Linked DNA regions of Oryctolagus cuniculus: region 1 is linked to region 2. The links are chromatin contacts, called in public Micro-C maps. All regions are on one chromosome and are shown on one strand. The core of a region is the stretch at or near the end of the contact, and the rest is flanking DNA. Distances in the headings are between cores, read along the strand shown.

Region 1 (3,705 bases), core at 184-2,683, 400 kb before region 2:
ATTACCAAGGGGCGTAAAACCACTGACTGAGACACTCATTTTTGACCTGTTTGTCATCTGGAAGGAATCCTTTGCCCGGCATCGCTGGAGCCATCCGCTCGTCACACACCAGGGGGCGCACGCGCACCGTTTCTGAATCCAAGTCCGCGACAAAAGCAGGCAGTGAATTAGGTGTTCATCAGAACTTGGTGCTCACATCCATAAGCCCCAGTGCAGGCTTCCCCTTTACGTCACCACTGTGACCCCAACAACCTCCAAATCTCGTTTGTTCCTCCCCGACTCCAAACCCCCAGGGGTATCAGAGAGGCCCCAAGGAGACTGGGACTCCTCCCGCACCCCTCACATGACCGCACTGGGGGTGGGGTGAGTGGGCTACAGGAAGGGGCTTTGGGGGAGGGACCTGGAGGCAGGAGCTTTGGTGTCACCATTGGAGCTCACCAGTTCCCATCGGCATTAGGACTGTGGCATAAATCTTCAGGTGGGCTAAGGGTGTAGCCCACAAACTTACAAACGCATTTGCGTTTCGTGTGAGATGTCAGAGACTCACTATTGAGGTTAATATCCGGTTTGGAATTCAAGGGCCAATTTATACCAGCCGGAAATTGCATAGATACCCGGTAGCCTCTGGTTAAGGCTGACACCAGATCAGAAGAGTGGAGGGAGAGCGGGCAGGAAGGGAGCTTGTGAGGGGGTCTCACCAAGGGCTGGATCAGGTGAGGTCCTCAGCGGGTTCAACGGTGGGTGGGGTCCAAGGTCCGTTTCTGTGCTGGGGCCCCTTTTCCAATTACTCAATCTCAATTCTGGAGCTGAGAATGTGAACAGAAAGTGTGCCGGGAATGGAATTTTGTGGAAGGGTTGGGGCTCAGCAGAAGGTGGCTACTGGCCCTTAGAGGGCTCCACGTGGGTACTGGAGTCCACTGACCACCAGGGATGGCGCCAGTGTTATGATCAAGGTTAGGGTGGGCAGCAGTTGTAAAAGGGTTTAGGGCCAGAATTGGTATTTGGGGGCATTATAATACAGGGGTCCAGGTCAGAATGACTACTCGTGTCCACTCGGGGACAGATTTAGGGGGTTGCAGTCAGTATTGGGGTTCGGGGTGGGTGTGGGCCCAGTATCAGTCTCAGATCTGCACGGGTAGGAAATGGGATCTCACGGCACCATCAGGTCCTTACGAGGCTCGGGAGCCACTAGTAGGAGCTGCACTTCGTGGAGTTGAGATGTGTTGGCGCTCACCGCTGGGGCTCAGGCCCCACGCTGGGGCTCCGGTCGGCTTAGACGTGCGCGGTTGGGTTGTGCTCTGGCTAGGCCTACCCGGCTCCGCGGCTCCACCAGCGCGAGCGCACGAGGGGAGGGGCGGTACCGGGGACGCGCACGGCAGGGGCAGGGGCGCGGGCGCGGGCGCGGGCGGGGGCGCGCGGCTGGAGCTGGCGCGGGAGCGGCGGCGGCGGCAGAGGCGGCGGCTCCGGCTCGGGCTCCGGCTCGGGCTTCGGCTCCAGCTCCGGTGGCGGTGGCGGGAGCGGGACCAGGTGCCCGCGGCGGCGGCAGAGGAGCGGGAGCGGCGGCCTCGGCAGCGTGGGGGGGACATGCGGACCGACGGCCCCTGGATAGGCGGTGAGTGACCCCCGGGGCTCCCCTCCAGTCCCCTCCGCGCCCGTTCCTTTCCCACTCTCCCCGCCCTTCCCCCGCGTCCACCCAGCGGAGCCGGGGGCGGTCCCGGGGGGGTTGGGGGCGCCGCTTAGGCCGGGCCGCGCCCCCACCTGCCGCGCCCGCAGCCTCGGCAAGCCCCCCCACCCCCGGCCCAGCCTGGCGGCTCCTCCCCGCCTTTACCCCGCGGCGGACGCGCCCCCCCTCCCCCCCGCCGCCGGCTCGCCCGCTCGCTCCCCGCCGCACCTGAACCGCAGCCCGCGCCCCCCCAGTGCAAAGTTTGCCGTTTGCATTTTTGCGCCCCCTCGCTGATCCCGCCTCGCCCCCCCCAACCCCGCCGCCCCGCTTCTGGGCGGACGCGCTCCGGGGGCGGCCCTCGGCTTCCCACCCCCCCAACTCCGGGCGGGTCCAGGCCGCGCCCCCGCCCCCGCCGCACCGGCGCCCCCTCCCAGCCGGCGGGGGATCCGCAGCCGACGCGCTCCCGGTTCGCTCGCGGCCCCGGCGCACGTGCGGTCCCGGGATGTGCCGGGTGCGAGTTCGGAGCCCCCCACTCTCTGGTCGCGAGCGCGGGCCGGCGAGGGGCTCGGGCGGGCTGCACCCACCCCCACCCCCACCCCCACCCCGAGGCTGGGCCCTGAAGGCCCTGGAGCGGCCTGTCCCGGGAGGACGTGTCCACTCGGACCCGCTCCGAAAGTTCACTCCGTCGCCACCCCGCGTCCCGTCCCGTGCCAGCGTGCCGGTCCCCAGTCGCCGGGCCCACGTCCCGGTCTCGGCTTCTTCCTGTTTGCCTCCGTGTGTTCCTGCTTTCCAGTTCCAGCCCTGCAGCCCCAGGGCCTCTCCCGGGGTGCCCGTGTTCCCCTCCCGCGGTCTCCGTGTGCTCCCTCCCGGGGTGCCCGTGTTCCTCCCCGGGGTCTCCGTGTGCTCCCTCCCGGGGTGCCCGTGTTCCTCCCGGGGTCTCCGTGTTCCCTCTGGCTGGAGCTCCCCGCCCCTCTCTGCCTTCTCCCCGCTGCGTCTCCGTGCTTTCCTCCCCAGGTGTTCAGCCCTCTTGGCGCCCCACACCCCCTCTGCGGGGTCCCCTCCCCCATGCCCATGGAATGCTGCCCCTCAGGTTCTTCCGCCCCTGAGCCGGGGAGGGCCTGGCCTTTCTCCCCATTTCAACAACCCCCTCCCCAGTGCCGGGCCCCAGTGCAGCAGCCTGAGGGGGGTGGGGAGGGTGGGGAGTACAACCTGTCTGAGCTGGGAGATGGGGGGGGGGGCTCTCTGGATTCCCCTGGAGGGAGCAGCAGGGCCCGGCCGGGATGCTGGTGGCTGCGGCCCCACCTTGGCTTCTGAAGGGACCAGGGCCGGGATCCAAAGGGACCCTGAGCCAAATCATCTGGCTGGCGACTCCAGGAGCGTGCCCGGGACTGGGGGGTTGGGGGGCCTGGGGAGCTGTGCAGGGGGGGCTGGCTGGGAAGGGGTCCTCTCGGGGAGCCTCTGGCAGCCTCAGGGAGCAGGTGGGATCCAGACGGGAGTCCTGGTAATTCTGGGCTTGGCTCCACGTTAACTCTTGCTTCAGGGAGCGTGGAAATCCCTGTTTTTACTTTACTGATTGTATGAATGAGCCTCCGGCTTCAGGAGGGAGCAGGTGAAACTCCCCAAGTTGAGCCCTTCCCCGGGCCACACACTGTGCACACTCCTGCCCCTCCCACCTGTCCCACACTCCGCTCACCCCCTCACCCCACGTTCACTTGCCTGCTTGGCCTCACACTTGCACGCTTGGGCCTGCACGCCAGCCAGTGCTCAGCAATCCGGCACGCTTGCACACTCCACAGCACACGTGTGCACACGCCGACTCAGTCCTGCTCGCACTTTCCCTCTTAGCCCTGGAAATGTCTTCTTGGTTGTGCTGTCTCTTCCAGTAGCGCCGCATCTCCCTTCATTCAGGAAATTGTTTTCACATAATACCTTCCTTCCTCTCTCACAGCCACTGGCCTCCCCCCTGTGCAGCCTTGCGTGCGCCCTGGTTGGGGTGGCGCACGGGGCTTTGCGAGTGAGGAGGGTAGTCTGTACTTCAGCTG
Region 2 (3,456 bases), core at 913-3,412:
TGTTTTCCCAGGTGCACCAGCAGGGAGCTGGATTGGAAGTGGAGCAGCAAGGATTCGAACCAGTGCCCATATGGGATGCCGGCACTGCAAGGCGGGGCTTTAACCTGCTGCACCACAGCACTGGCCCCGGGATATTTCACACCTTAGGCACAGGCCTGGGAATCAGCCACTTTATTTTGACTTCCTTTTTCCTCTTCCAAATGTCTCCAGCCACTTCATTCCTCCATATTGCACACAGATTTTTAAAAAAAGGCAAATGCTATCCACTGGGAACCTCACCATAGTGTCATATTACACTTAAGGTAAAGTCCAAACTCTTATAATAGTCCATTGTCCCCAACTTGTCTTCCAACCTCATCTCTACAACCCATCTTCTCTCCCTTCCCCACGTCATAGAACACCCCAAAAATGGTTGGAGGACTTGCTGTAGAACCCCAAAATTGGGTCTGCTCATTTGGCATACAGCAAGTTAATCAGCAACACCAGGGTGATGGAGAAAAGCAAGTGTTTATTGCAACATGCAGACCAAGGAGCCAGGTAGCTAGCACTTAATTCCTGGACTCTCCGAGATGAAAGGCAGTGAATCCTCTAGTTCAATGTTAGGTTTCCAAGTGCATGATCGGCTCCTGTGTGGGCCTGCAGTTGGTCAGTGATAGGGGCAGCAGGTTTCCTTTGGGATGGCAAAGGTGGGCTCCAGTCTGTCTGGGTCTAAGTGTGGTTTGGGTATTACTTTGTTGGATCAGGGGACTGTGCATTCCTGCAAAGCTCTCAGAGTAGAGGCAAACATTGAGAGCTCTGGCTTTACCCTGTATCACTCCCTTAACTTAATGAGTTGACGTGTACCAAGGAGCAGCCAAGGAAAAGATATGGGGCCCAATGAAGCCTACATGGTCTAGGGGTAGGGGTTCAGCATCACCCACTCCTAAAATCTCCCCTTATATGGAACATAGGTTACCAGCTGTTCTTATTTATTTATTTGAAAGGCAGAGTTAGAGAGAGAGAGAGAGAGCTCCCAACCTCTGGTTCACTCCCCAAATGGACACAACAGCCAGGCCTGGGCCAGGCTGAAGCCAGGAGCTTCATCCCGGTCCCATGTGAGTACTTGGGCCATCTTCTGCTGCTTTCCCAGGCAGCAGGGAGCTGGACTGGGTAAGTGGAGCGTCCAGGCCTGGAACCGGCGCCCAAACGGGATGCCAGCCTCACAGGCAGCACCGGCCCCTTTTCAGCACTTTCTTATTGAAGATGTGCTGAATGACTGGAGTTCCACTGTACTTTTGCTTAGCATCTAAGTGAGGCTCCCTTTCCTCAGGCCTTCATCAACTTTCTCAGCCATCACCACCTCTTCCATTGGAACTCAAGTACAGTAGGCCTTTTGCTATATTTATTTGTTTGAAAGGCAGAGAGAGGTCTTCCATTAGCTGGTTCACTCCCCAAATGGCATCTGGTTCTCCCACGCTGGTGAGGGGCCCAAGCACTCGGGCCATCTTCTACTGCTTTCCCAGGCCACAGCAGAGAGCTGGATCGGAAGTGGAGCAGCCAGGACTCGAACCAGTGCTCATATGGGATGTCGGCACAGCAGGCAGATGCTTAACCTACTAAGCTACAGCGCCCGCCCCAGCCCTTCTGCTTTTTCCTCCCATCCCTGCGGGGGTGGCTGCCAGGAGTTCACTGGAGGACAGCTGGGGGAGTGAGAGGCAGGGACTGCCGGGCCAGGCTCTGCCACCACAGCTGTGTGTCCAGGGGCAAGATAAGCTCAACTTCCCCAACCTAACGGAACCCAAGGCATGCAAAGCACTGCTCCTGGGTTTAAACGGGAGCTAGTCTTATTCAAAGCACACATCGGGGGAAGTTGCTTCCAAAAACCTCAGGAAATTCCTCGAGTACTGTCCATGGTATGTGGTATTGGGTGTTCCTGAGCCGTCCTTTTATATTCCTCCGGCGTGTAGCCCCGCTTTTCTCTGGGGGGTGCTTACGCCTTCTCAGGCCCCAACCCATGTGCCCCCGGCCTCCTCCGCGAGGTGCCGCCTTCCGGCTGGGCTCAGCACGAACTACATTTCCCAGGGTGCGTAGCGGCGGGGCCTCGGCTCCGTGGGGGCCTCGGGCGGCGCGCCGTACCACGCCGTCGCCTGCTCGGGGGCGCGCGGGCTGGCGCGAGGACAGGGCCAAGGACCCGGAATGAGTTTCCGCGCAGTTCCGCTGGGCCGTGCCGGGCAGTGCCGGGTCGTGCCGGGCCAGAACAGACAGGGGTGGGGGCCTGAGTTGGCGGTGCCGGCGACAGGCGCTCGGGGCAGCCCACGCCTTGCTGAGGTCCCCGCCCCGTCCCAGCCGGGCCGGCTCATCTGTCAGTCACTGGGGCGGAGGCAGCGGCAGTAGCCGTGGTAGCGGGGCCGGAGCGGGGCGGTGAGCAGAGCGCGGGCCAGGCCGAATGGAGAGGACCTGCCACAGCCTCCCAACTCCACGGACTCTTCGCCCCTGACTCGCGAAGCTACACCCTCGCGCTTCGTTGGACGCCTCTGTAACCCGCGAAGGGCTCTCTTTCCCCCGTGCCCCCCAGCCCGGTGACCTCCTCACGGCGCCAAAGGGCTCGCACAGACGAGGGTGTTGTGGGTACAGGCCGTCGACCCTGTGACCCCGCACGGGCTCGGCACTCGGTTTTCCCCACAGGCCTCCCTCCTCACAGATTCTGGGGACAGAACCTTGACCTACCACTAGGACCCCGGCCTGAGTGCCCCTCACTTACGGCTCCCTCCTCAGGGTCACCGTCCCTGGGTTTCCTCCCAAGAGTCCCCCTTTTGGGTCCCTGGCAAGCCCCCCACCCCGAAGGAGGTGGGGAGGCCTCGGCAGCCATGCCCGCCCTGGGTCCCCCGTCACCCCGCAGCTCCCTGGACACACAAGCCGGGGTCTAGCAGGGGGCCAGCAGCCAAGGGGCTGGGGCAGGAGACAGATCAGGGTCCACCTCCCTGCTGGGGAGGGAGCCAAGATGGAGCGGCGGGAGGAGCAGCCGGGAGCTGCAGGGGCTGGAGCAGCACCAGCCTTGGACTTCACTGTGGAGAACGTGGAGAAGGTACGAGGGCTTTGGGGTGGGTACTCGAGTGACAGAGCAGAAGTTCTGGGGACTGACACTGAGGCCGGAGCTCAGGCCTGGGCCGGGTGCCTGCTGGGATGGTGCCCCTGGAGCACCTGGCGCTTGCGTGTCTCCGGCCAGCAGGACAGCAGTGTTGCAGTGCCCTCGTGGGCTATTTTTGGCTTTCCTTAGACCTGGGTCCTCTGTGGACAGATACGGGGTTTGGGGATGTACCCCCTCGGTGCTGGTGGCTCAGACTTCAGCCAGACTGGCTCTTCTCCAGCTCTGTGGGAAATGCATGAGCGGTGCAGTAAGAAACCAAGGAGACCTGCAGCTTGGTCCCTGGAAACCACACTGATGCTGAGTTATCCTACACCTGTGTCGAGTCAGGG

Evidence for each region. A called contact is a pair of places that touch in the nucleus more often than the background predicts.
Region 1: a contact with region 2 is called in a Micro-C map of ear pinna, with 4 times the contacts expected there. The contact joins the promoter of PTPRF here to the promoter of IPO13 in region 2. A contact is called at or near these places in 3 of 6 Hi-C or Micro-C datasets (ear pinna, psoas muscle and an unstated tissue).

What each region holds. Positions count from the first base shown.
Region 1 is chr7:129,510,629-129,514,333 of mOryCun1.1, reverse strand. PTPRF (protein tyrosine phosphatase receptor type F) reads left to right here and starts at 1,433. Exons shown (of 34, transcript XM_051856577.2): 1 at 1,433-1,612. It overlaps LOC103350200 (a long non-coding RNA gene), which reads right to left and starts at 1,308. Exons shown (of 3, transcript XR_007923657.2): 1 at 1,174-1,308; 2 at 699-806; 3 at 1-132.
Region 2 is chr7:129,109,835-129,113,290 of mOryCun1.1, reverse strand. It overlaps IPO13 (importin 13), which reads left to right and starts at 2,162. Exons shown (of 19, transcript XR_011390741.1): 1 at 2,162-3,064.